2 separate regions of the Mus musculus genome follow, and region 2 is linked to region 1. The links are chromatin contacts, called in public HiChIP or PLAC-seq maps. All regions are on one chromosome and are shown on one strand. Each heading gives the region's core, a stretch centred on a gene start, on an enhancer-like site or on the middle of the called end of the contact. The rest is flanking DNA. Distances are from core to core; before and after follow the strand shown. Region 1 has its middle 73 kb from the start of Lyplal1. Region 2 overlaps Rrp15 (ribosomal RNA processing 15 homolog (S. cerevisiae)).

The links. HiChIP or PLAC-seq counts read pairs in DNA pulled down with a chosen protein or histone mark.
Region 2: a FOXA1 HiChIP or PLAC-seq map of pancreatic cancer cells shows a contact between it and region 1. The contact joins two enhancer-like sites. A contact is called at or near these places in 3 of 484 Hi-C or Micro-C datasets (the N1E-115 cell line, cortical neurons and nephron progenitors) and 1 of 115 datasets of contacts at active chromatin or transcription factors (pancreatic cancer cells).

What each region holds. Positions count from the first base shown.
Region 1 is chr1:186,041,316-186,047,233 of GRCm38.p6, reverse strand. No RefSeq gene overlaps it. Among named protein-coding and RNA genes, the nearest start is that of Lyplal1, 73 kb to the left of the region's middle. Within about 2 kb of position 3,518, at least 18 of the 459 cell types and tissues checked have an H3K27ac peak or open chromatin away from gene starts, as enhancers often do. A contact at or near this core is called in pancreatic cancer cells, where this site is marked.
Region 2 is chr1:186,720,050-186,725,967 of GRCm38.p6, reverse strand. It overlaps Rrp15 (ribosomal RNA processing 15 homolog (S. cerevisiae)), which reads left to right. Exons shown (of 5, transcript NM_026041.2): 5 at 4,422-4,882. The coding sequence ends at 4,565. Among named protein-coding and RNA genes, the nearest start is that of Tgfb2, 17 kb to the right of the region's middle. Within about 2 kb of position 3,512, at least 33 of the 459 cell types and tissues checked have an H3K27ac peak or open chromatin away from gene starts, as enhancers often do. A contact at or near this core is called in pancreatic cancer cells, where this site is marked.

The DNA.
Region 1 (5,918 bases), core at 2,269-4,768:
TCAGAGACACATGTTGAATTCAAAGACAATTTAAACCCATAAAAGCAAACAAATTGGGAAAAAAATGAAAGGAATAATAAAAAAGAGAAAACAGAAATAAAACTTAGTGAATTTAAAGAGCTCTTTCTCTTATATATGTGTGCCATGTGTGTACCTGGTGAATGTGGAGGCCAGAAGATGCTGTTAGTGCTCCTGGAAATGGAGTTACTGATGGTTGTAAGCCATTGTGTGTGCTGGGAACACACTTTGATTCTCCCAGAAAGCTCGAGAACTCTCACCTGTTCAGCTATCCCCAAGGAACCTCAAAACACACTATGTTTTAAACAATAAAACCCACATTTTGCCACACCATGAAAAAGAATTTCTGAACTCAGAAATCATTATTTCTAGACTCCCATACTTTACCAGCTATCAAAGGATAAAACATCAAACTTCAGAGGGATGACTGTTGATGCCCTTTATGACAGCTACATACAAAGAAACACATTAAGGAGTGCAGAGAGGATGTGGAGAAATGAGGAGAGAGCAGGTCCCATATGTGATGTTGCTGGGATGTAAAATCATGTGACTGCCTTAGAAATTTAAAACTGTAGAGTAACCATATAACCCAGCAGTTCTAGCCAAACGTATATACACACTAAAGAGACATGAATCTCTGTCCACATAAAAATATGTGCATGAGTAAGCACCACTACATCCATTGTACAAGATATAATGCAAACGCCCACATTGACTGATTGAACAGGATCTATTCATGACAATATAAAAGCAATGTCTTAATTCCTACTAAAGCATAAATGAATTTCAAACCATTGCAGTAAGTGAAGCACCTCTCACACAGGGGGCCTGCTGCTGCATGACTCACCCACTATACTATGTTAAGTAGGAAACTATGAAGAAAGAAATCAATTAATGGTTGCTTAGAGATGGTGGGGTGGGGGTGCGGTGGAGAGAGATAATATGACTGTAAATAAACACAGCATTTTGTGCAGTACTGGAAACATTCTAAAACCATCTACTGTGATGGACACATAACTCTAGAGAAAAATATCAGGAAACGCAAAAAGAATCAGGGCAGTGATTTGGAGACTGCAGAGGTGGCTCCGAGGTTAAGAGCTGTTCTTCTAGAGGATTGGAGTTCGGATGCCAGTCCCGCAGTTCATGATAGCCTGTTAACTACAGCTGCTGGTGATTTGTGCCCTCTTCTGACCTTTGTGGATGCCTGCACTCACTTACACACAAGCTCCCATAACAGATATCCACACACAAACATAATTAAAAATGCAATAGATCTTTAAAAAGACGGTCAATACAGATATTAGGATAAAAGGAAAGATTCAGAGGACTTATTAGCATAAAGATATAAAGGAGATCACAGCGACAGCCATAACATAGGCACAACTCTACAATGAGCTAGCTAAAGCTAAAAAATTGTAATTGTAAATGAAAGTTTAATAAAGGGTAAAGTGCATGTTTCCCCCGGGAGAGAGGGAACTCCAGTACTGGCATAAAAGAGTATAATAATATGAGAAGGAATTTCATTTACTGCACCCATGCTCACAGAAAGAGCTCATGTTCTGATGGGGCATGTGTTTCAATGAAGCCTTTCAGGCTCCTGTACACAATGATATCAGCTTGAACAGATCAGAACGCCATGCTAAGTTAAAGTCACTGCAAAGTAACTGGCAGGTAAGTCACTTCTTTTCTAAGTGGGTAAGAACTTGAGTCATAGGTATTTGAAACTTAAGAGGCATGTCCTTTAAGGATAGTTAGATCACAAAGAAAATACCATAAATGACTATAAACCACTCAGAGAGAAATGGAGAAAAGAATTATTTGCATCAGAATTCACAGGCCATGGTGATAACTCCACTCGAAGAGAAAGCAATCAATGTTGAAGATGTTGAAAAATAAGGAAATGTATTCAGCTTACCATAGCATAATAAATGTCATTCAAACTAATTCCGCTTTCTGTGCATAAATATTACTGATGTGTACATGCACGGGTGTGTGCATGTGTGTATTCATTTGTTTCTGAGGCCAGAGTTCCATGCTGAGTCTTTTTTCCACTCAACTTCCCACCTTTTCTTTTTCCCTGTTTTTTCCTGTTTTGGGTTGGTCAATCAACTCAAGGGATCTATTTGTGTCCCTCCCCAGTTCCTTTACCCCTGGTTTGGGGATGTCAGGTATATGCCACCACAACAAACTTTTAGATAGGGCCCGTGGATTCAAACTCCAGATCCTTGTGCCTGCATGGCAAGCACTTTCATGTAGCTATATGATAGTTCCAGAGTCAGAACCTACTCATAAAAATTCTATATACAGGTCTGTATCACACATTCCTGATGAAAACTCTGTTTTAATAGCTTAAGTTTTATTATTGGTGATGATGTCAGGAAAAGAAAGACAAATTCAATTTTCAAGCCGTCAGTTAGTTAGGTAGAGTAATTCAGTTACATCATCTCTTTAATTTTTTTTCTCTTTTGAGGGAACAGCAGAGCCAATAGACTTAATGGGCTGATGAATAAGAGTTTTTCCTCTAAAGTCCTTTATGAACAGCTTGATGGAGTCTTGGTGAGTTTTCTTATTTATTTTCCCTAGATTTGCCCAGCAAAACTAACGCAGGGCTACCTATTGGACATCGTTATTCAAGGGCACTCTCCTTCAGGGAACAGCTTCACACTGTGGGTCTGTGAATGGACCAAGGCTGGGTCCACTGTCCTCATGTCTGGGTCATGGTGTCTAGTGGAGATGAGTGTCCAACCAAGCCAGGGCGGTCAGGAGTCCCGTGTGTGGGATTCTGGAGGAACCTGGGCTGTAAGATGTTCTTTCCTACTCTTTGGTTTTTAAGAGGTCAGTGTGTGAGCCACTTCAATGCCTCCCACTGTTGCCTGCGTTTTTACAATGCCAGCGTGAGCTGCAGTGGGGAGCAGGTTTATGGTGCGCGCCATTCAATTTAGACTCTACTAGAGCAAATGATTGCAGTGATTGGGAGGAAAGAAACTGGAAAATAAGTCCCTGATGTAAAACTGGTCACAGGGCCAAAACAGTAGTGCCAGTTATGACCTCAGTGCTTCACTGATGTTATTTTGACAACAGTCTTTTCAAAGCCATAGAGTCTATTATTAGTGAGGGTAAGCGTGCTGAACCGTATATTTTCCCCCCTCGGAAAGCCAGTGTCTTTGTATTTGAAGTTTCCATTTGCTTTTCTTAGTTTCACGTTTTTTTTGTGTGTGTTCTTCCTTGAGAAGAAGCACTGACAATAAACTGGGATGGAGAGAAAGAATGTCTGCAGGGTTATCCCAGCCTGGGTACAGCCCTGGGGTATACACAGACTATTCTCTCAGTCTGCCTAGTGTTTCCTTCCTTGATTGCATGGATTCAGAGCAGCGGGTTATATGATATGTTGTAAGCCAAACACTGAGACAATAAAAGTTTATCACATTTCTCTTATGTTAAAGTTGGGAGTCCGGCCCCCAGGGAAGCTCTGAAGTAAACAGTGTGATGTGAGCTCCTTTGTCAAGGAGTTCTTGAGAAGATGAGTCATAGACAAATAAATAATAAATATGACTCAAGAGTGTGCAATAGTATTGTATGATGGTAAAAAAAAGTGATGATTATGAATCTACACTGAATCCACAACAACTAGATGCAGTTTGGGGGTAGGCAGAAGATAACTGTGAGACATGGCTTCTGATGCTGGTCCTGTGAAGGCTCACAAAGAATGTATAGATGAACCGAATCAATACTGGAAAACACTGAGCTGACTAGTCTCTGAAAATGAATTCCAACGTTCCAGGAAACTCCATTTTTATATTGCTGTTTCCCAGGAACAGTCATAACTCCTGGTGTTTCTTCTGAACACAGAACACAAATTCCCCTTTTATGTTTCATAATATACTAGAAGGAGTTATCCTGAATGCCACATGGGAAGAACAGAAAGTCATTTCAAACAGCATCACTCATAAACCTCCCGGCCCACACATTAGACCACTTATCTAATTTTCATGAAACTGTACCCATCCACATAAATTTGGGACGTATTCCCACAGAGATAATAACATTAAATACATTAAATACAAAGCCAAAGTCAGTCACAACAACAAAATAGCCTGACAACATGAGCCAGCTCCCAAGTACAGCAGTGATATTTCATTCCTAGACGAAGCTGTGGTAACGTCAGCCTCTGACAAACCAAGAAAGTTACAAAGGTGCCTATTTGTTAATGAAAACTCTACCCAGAGGAAGCCAGCTACATAGTCTCTTTAAGGTTTGTGATACCTCCCTATGTCATTTTGTTCATAGATTATTGCTCTAAAGATCTCTGATCAATCCATTCAGTTACCTGATGTCTCAGTATTTACTGCCATTTTACAGATGAGGAAATAATCTGGCAGAGAATAAACTTTAATACCTATTTTAGCTTAGATCACACAGAAAATAAACTTCATAAAATATACTGGCCTCAAGATCATCCTGGTTGTGACAATTGGAGGTTCTATCAGAACTCTACATTGGTTCATGGGGATTGTCGCTTCTGCAACCCAATAGTTCCTTACTCGCATCACCAACTTCTTCAGTCATATCCTTCCGCCAAATATTTCTGAAACCCGCAGCCTCTCTTTTGTGAGGTACCAGGCTAGGTGCAGAAAGCTCCACGGAATTTACAACTTGCTCCCTAAGGTGCTCCTGGATTTAGGAGCAATACATGGGGCCCACTTACCAGTGAAGTTAGTATTTAATTTATCCACACCCTAATGTCTTCCATTGTAATTCAAACCTTTCCTCTGATGATCATCCGGATCAAGGTGGTCACCATCTCTATGTAACAAGTCATGGAAGCAGCTTATTGAGAAGAAAAAATGTGGTATGTTAGGGTTCCTGAAGGGGTAATTGAGTGGAAGCCATTGGCACAGGCAAGAGCACTCACTAGATATTGGGAGCACAGGAGCCAAGACAGAGACATTTCTTATTTTCTAGAATAGAAGATATCAATAAGGAGGTGGCACTTGGGAGTCCTGGGCAGCAGGGGTTGGGGAGTGGGAGGGTTGATTCAAGGGCTGAGCTAATAGCTTTTATTTATATGGTTATATGGTGTGTATTTTAAGCTTGTTTTTATTGCCACTGAATAAGAAAATGCTTTAGATTAGCAAAACACGAGCTGGAGGCATGCCAGGAAAAAAAAAAAACTTATATAATGACTAATTCTTTTGAAATGATCCAGTTCACAGACTTCCCAGGTAGTGGAAACAGTGTGGTCATGCATAGCCTAGCAGAAAAGTAGCCACCCTGGTTATTCATTCAGAAGATATAAACACACAGAGACCAAAAATCTAATTACTGTACTTCAATAGATAAGGACATTTTAGTGGCCACCCATGGATCACTGACCTGTGGCCACTTCATGTCCATCACCCCCTAGAACACTCAACACAGGACTTGTATAGATTATTGTCCTGAGAAAAGAGAGGAGCTCCCGAGGGCTTGCTCTCCTTGAGGATCTATAACAGTGGTTCTTCAGCTGCGGGTCACAACCCTTTGACAAACCTCTGTCTCTAAAGCCACTTACATTATGATTCGCAACTCTAGCGAAATTGTAGTTATGGAGTAGCAACAAAACCAGCTTAATAGTTGTGGGTCTCTACAACATGAGGCACTGTACTTGGGGAGGTTGGGAACCCCTGTTCCATAGGCGGCTAATAGTTGCTGGGAGGAAGAGAGAGCTCCTTCCGTGGTGTAGCTCTGTGCAAATTGCCTCTGCTCCTGTAAATAATGCCCCACCCATGTTCTTGTAAGCAACCCTAAATGAATCCATTGCTCCATCAAGCCAAATGTGAGTGGAATAACCCCCCTCCCCAGTCTGTCCTTGTACCCTCTCAAGACCAAAGACATCTTTGTTTAAGTCTCTCAAACAAAAG
Region 2 (5,918 bases), core at 2,263-4,762, 680 kb before region 1:
CCCTCCCTCTCTCCCTCCCTCTTTTCCCTTCCCTCCTTCTTCTCCCCCCTGCCCCCCATTCTCTCTGGGGTATTTTTTTGTCATGCCGGGCTAGTTCTTGGTCTTACAAAATTACCCTACGCCTGGAATGACAAATGTTTGTTTGCTTGTTTGAGATGGACTCTCCCTTTATATAGCTCAGGCTGGCTGTGTTCATGATCTTATTGCTTTAGCTTCCCAGGTGTTGGGAGCATGGGCAGTATCACCATGCCCATCACAAAAATCTGGAAACCGTACAAGGAATTAGCAAAAACAAAGCCCCAGTGAACTTAGTGTCTAGACTCTTCCCATACAAAAAATAGACAAATTACAGCCGGACTGAAACGTGAAAGGGAGTCCCTGTTAGGACACTTGGTGTCACTTGTCACCGTGAGGACACTTGGTGTCACTTGGGCTCTCTGAGGACCAGGGAGAACTGACACTGTGCTGCTCTGCTTGTCCTGAAGCCTCCATCTTTTGGATGGGAACCCTTGTGCTTTCCTGAGGGAGGCCTCAGCTCTTCTCACCAGCGAGGTGGTGGGATACCCTGCATGATTAGCAGCTACTGTTGTTCCCTTCCACAACTGTAGTTGAAAATAGTTTGCTATTGATAATCAGCCAGCACTAAAACTGTTTAGCTAAAATTAAAGTAAAACTCAGTGTTATTAGACAAATCAATTGAGATAAACACATTGATCACTGCTAAGCCTAAGATGTGGCCATTCTTTTAGGGTTTGACTTTTCTTCCTTCAAAATCGAGTGAGAGCAAACTGTTTAATTATTTGCTGTTGAATTAATAACTTCAGGTCTTCATCCTTAGCATTCCTTAGACACCAATGTGTCTGAACTTAAATGGTTAGCACTCTAAGAGCTGTCTTCATCTTCAAAATGTACACCGATTGCATCTGCATGATCTTGATTGAATATCTGTCTAAGAGCAGGCCACTGGGGATACCTTGCATCATGTAGTGTTATTTGCTGCTCTTGTGCACAGACACATGTGTGTGTACAATGCTCTAGCCTACATGTGTGTGTAAGCTAGAGATGGATGAGGAATGCTTTCCTCTCTAGCAGACAGCGGGGTCCTCTTGTCTTTCCCTTGCAGCGCTAAGACCATAGGCTGGGACTCAGGTCCTTCTGCTCGCATGGTTAGTACTGAGCCATTTGACCGACCCTACTCCGTTTTCCTTTTCAGTTAGTGTAAGCATGAAGGGTTTAGAGACACGTTGCTGTAGGCCATCTAATCAGTACAGCCTCACATCACGGCCTGACATGGTCTGGACAGCAGGTGGGGATGCAGTGCTGTAGGTTAGACCTCCAATATCCCTGTGCCTGGGGTTGTTGTATTAACTTGTGATTATCTGGTTTATCTTCATTGTGGATGCTCTAAGCCGTATGCTCGGTGGTAAGATTGCTTATGAAGCAATCCAGTAGATCGACTTGCAGAAGAACAGTGTAATCTGCTTAGTTTAGGACTTCTGTGGAAGTTAGGTCTAAGGGATGTAGCTTAGCCTGCAGAGTACTTGACCAGCATGCACAAATGCCTGGGGCTTAGCCTCAGCACGGTGTGAACCATGTGTGCTGCTGCAGTTCGTGCCTGTAACCCACAGGCAGTGGTAGAAGCAGGAAGATAGATCAGAAGGTCTGGCCCAGTCTTGTTTCACAGTTAAGTTTGAAGCCGGCATGGAATACAGGAGACAATTGTACACCATTTTCTGTGTATTTTAGCGTTAGTTCTGCTGGGTTGTTGATGGGAGGTAACAGGTAGTAGAGCAGCGTGTGTAAGAGATGTGGATTTTGGCCTGTGCTTCAGGGCTGACTTGCTCATGAATGCTTGAACAAAGGCTTCATGTCCTGAGCCCTCGTTCCCTTTCGTCATATGGAGTGATATTCCCACCTGGCAGGCACTCAGAGAGTCAGAAATGTGGTGCTGCAGAGGGTCTAGCCAGCACACACCGACTCAGTAATACAGCAAAGACAGCCACAACAGGCAGGCAGGGTCATCATGATAAAATGTAAGTAATAGGACCAGCAGGGCTCCTTGACAGATGCTCTTGAGAAACTTAGAGGGAATCTGGGACTGTAAATGACAGTGTAGCCATCTGGTTTTGTTTGTCTCTTGTTTTGCTGTCCTGCCTTGTAAGGTCTCTTTGCACTCATGTAGTCTTGGAAGTCACATTTCACCCCAGACTCACTTATTTTAGTACAAAGCTAGGGTTTGGTGCTCTTTGCCACTGAGCAGCGTATAAGCCAGGGTCTCCACACTTTCCTATATTCCTACTGAGGTATTCTTTATAGAAGCCTCCATTCTCTGCGGGGATCCATCGCCCCTCAGGGTGTCCCTGTGACCATTCTGCTATTTAAATGCATTGCTGTGCCATCCGAGGTTGCTCCCATATTAGCTAGCACCCGAGTGTCCTGGTTCTTGTACCGTGTCTCCATTCACTCTTACTGGTTGTGTCAGTGCTGGCAGGAAGGTTGTGGCTTGGTGATGGGATCTTCTGCCTGCTTGTGCCCTGTGAAGTCACTGCTGTACTGCATTCCATAGGCCTGGCATGAGGTTGTTCTGGAACTTTCCTTCACGCTGAGCCTGGAGACTTTCTTCTCCCTTGGCTGTCTCTTCTGCACTGCAGTTAAGGAGCCTCCTGAACGGGTTCTACTTCACACTGTCTTCTATTGTCTGTCTGTTTTCCTGTGTGATTGTCTCAGTTTTACCTTCTCACCTGCCTCCCTTCTCCTCAGCTTCACTCCAGGTTGGCCATCCTTGATGTCTAATGGGTGCTTTAAAACCAAAGTGAACCTGAATTCCAGGCTGAGAGTTCCTTGCCTAGTCCATTAGGCCAAACCTGCTGTATTTTATTTAAACAAGAATTTTAGCTATTCAAATTACAGACTATGAAGTATGCTTAAACTGTCATAATTTCGAAAGCCCTCAGACTATCTGGAGTACCAATCTATTTATTGTTCCTGATTCTCAAAGACTGAGCAATCTTGTTTCACTGCCTTTTATAATTCTAAATTGTATTGTTGATAAATTTAAAACCCAAACCAAAAAAAACTGAATTGAAACCAGGTCATGATGGCTCATTTTTATAATCCCAGCACTCAGGAGGCTAAGGCAGAATTGCTGCGCGTTGAAGTCCAGCTTGGGCAACATACAGTAATGAGTCGTAGTCTAACATGGTTTGCAGTATGAGACCCTATTTCAAATTACTACTTTAATCAAAAGCTTTGAGCAGTTAAGTTGGCCAGCCTGCTGTAATTGTTGGTCCTGAGTGCCAGCAAGAGCATGGGGTTGAGTCAGAAAACCTGGAATAGCTGTGGAGCTTCCGCTCCAGAGAGTCCAGCAGTCAGTGGGGAACAGGGCCCGGCCACTCACCTGACAAGCATTCCACTGTCGTGGTCTCACACCACACGAGTGTTTCTAGTCCCCAGTGCTGGTTCCACTGCAGCCGGTGTCGATACGTGAACTACTAAGTCAGCTCCCAGTCTATGCAGTTGTCTGCCTCCCTGGCTCCCGGCTGTTCTGGGTGCAAGCTGTGATTTAGTTTTTTATCCCACAAAGGCAGAAGCGGTCCATTTTTCCTCTTAATACATAAATAGGTTCCTAAAAAATAAACAAGCTGTAGCACAGTTATGTAATTAGCTTGTGAAACCTTGCGGACATTTTGGTGTCTTTTTAAAAAATGCTTGCTACATAGACACAGCCCCCAGATGGGATAGATTTGCAGACTACCTGTGGTTGTGAGAACAGGACTTGGTTTTGGTCACGTCAGTGTTGCAGTACACACGACTGCCACACGGTGGTGCTGTTGTTCCACAAAGGAAGGCGTGTGTCCTTAGCTCCAGGTCTTACCCCGTGGCTGCGTGGAATGACTTGTCTCCTGAGTTTGTTGCTTGCTTCAGTTACTTCTAACTCCTGGGCTTTATTAGTTCCCGACTCCGTGACTGTGTCAGGCAGTGAGACCTTGTATGTCCGCGCTGCTACAGACTCTGGAAGAGGCACTGTCTCAAGCAGCTGCACAGTGCCAGTTAGCTTCTCGCTTCAGTGCGCTTGGGGTTAAACTTTAGGCTCCATTAAAGTCACTGCCAAGGATTTTCTAATAAGGTACCACCAAAGGTTAATTAATGTTGTCCAAATATTTTTAAAAGTGATGCCAAATCTGTATTTTCCCCAACTCTAAATTATTTTGCTTTTATGTTTCATTGGTAGAATTGAAATTTTTTCTTTACTCTGTATTTGTATATACATGAGCACAGAATATAAAATCAATTTTATATTATTTTGGTTTTATCTCATTTCAAAGTACATATTGAAAAGTTTGTTTTGAAGTATATAATTTTTAAATTTTCTTTATGGTTAAATTGATTTGTGAATGTTTTGGTTCTGTGATTTTTCTTAGACTGAAGTGAAATCAGAAGAGAGCCCAGGGTGGAAGATTCTGCGAGATGATTTCATGATGGGAGCCAGCATGAAGGACTGGGACAAGGAGAGCGAGGGCGAGGAGCCTGCTGGTGGCAGGGCAGAGGCCGCAGCCAGCCGTTGAGCGGCAGACGGGAGCATCCAGCTCCGCTGCAAATGACCCGACGGTTGGGAGCCTGCGCATGGCCATCTGCCAAATGCTAGGACTTCCTGAGAACCTGTGCTCTAGGGTTCCTCAGGTGCAGACTGTATTAAAGCTGTATTTTTAATTCTTACAGAAATTTAACCTGTTTTTCTAAAATATTTGTACAGAGAAATATTTTTTTTCTTGAGCAGTAAACTGCAATTTTCTAGGATCCTTTGCTGTGGACACATGCCCATCATCCATCAGGGTTTCTAAAGTGCGGTCCCATTTATAATTAAAGTGAATTTGATATGAAATCTCTGCTTCCCTGCTCAGATCCATAGATCTGTCTGTCACGGAGGGTGGGTGATTGGTGCCGTTGGTTTGTGTGGCTAAGCCTTTAAGAAAAAGGTACATAAAATTTCAAATTGTTATCTTTTCTATTTTAGTTCTAGAAAACCAGTGAAGCTGTGTGATTTCCTCCACTATTTCTGTGAAACTTGGCTCCAGTTACCAAGTCTGTAAGGGAAGTAGGTATTGAGCGTGACGCGCTCTCATGAGAAGGACCCGTCTCTCTCCATCTTTCCATGAAGGGAGCCCTGCGACCACCCATGGCACACACTTGGATCTGCTCTACACTGAGGCCCAACCCTGCCCCTGGGTTGGAGCAGGAGGTTTATGTTTTCAGGCCAAATCAAGGGCTATAAATGTTCCATGACTACGGGGCCCCTGTCAGAGTGAAGCTCGTAGCATGGTGCTGAATGCTTATTATAGGAAAGCCGTAAGGTGCGTGTGTGTCTGTGTCTTCATCTCACTCGGGAACGTAAGTGCCATATTAAATTGTGTGGCTGGTGGTTTTGTCATTTTAATCTAAATAACTGTGAGCAAGCTTTCTCGGTAGTGATCCAGGGATGCTAAGTAATGGGACATTGCTGAGCGGAGGTTAATGCAGCACACAGCGTCTTTGCAGCTTCTGAAGCCCGCGTGGATAACAAAAGGGCATGCACAGCTGCCTGTGATGAACAGGTTGTCCTGGAAGCAGAGCTGACTTCTCTAGCCCTTCAGTTAACTTCAGGAAGTTGAGCCCAGTTTTCAAAGCATACACAAGGAAGAGAATGTTCACAAATTTCTTCTTTCAGAAGGGATTTTATTCCATCATAGAATCAAGTTGCCCCTGGACCACAGTGCCACTTGTAAGAGAGCTCATGACGTAACTTTGTCATGTGAACATGTCTTATAGGTTTTAGAGTCCCTGTGCCTTGGTTGTAAAATACTGAAACAGAACCTGTATGTGCGAGGGGGATGCTGAGGAGCACGTCTGTCTAACTCTTGAGTCGGACTTGTGAGATACCA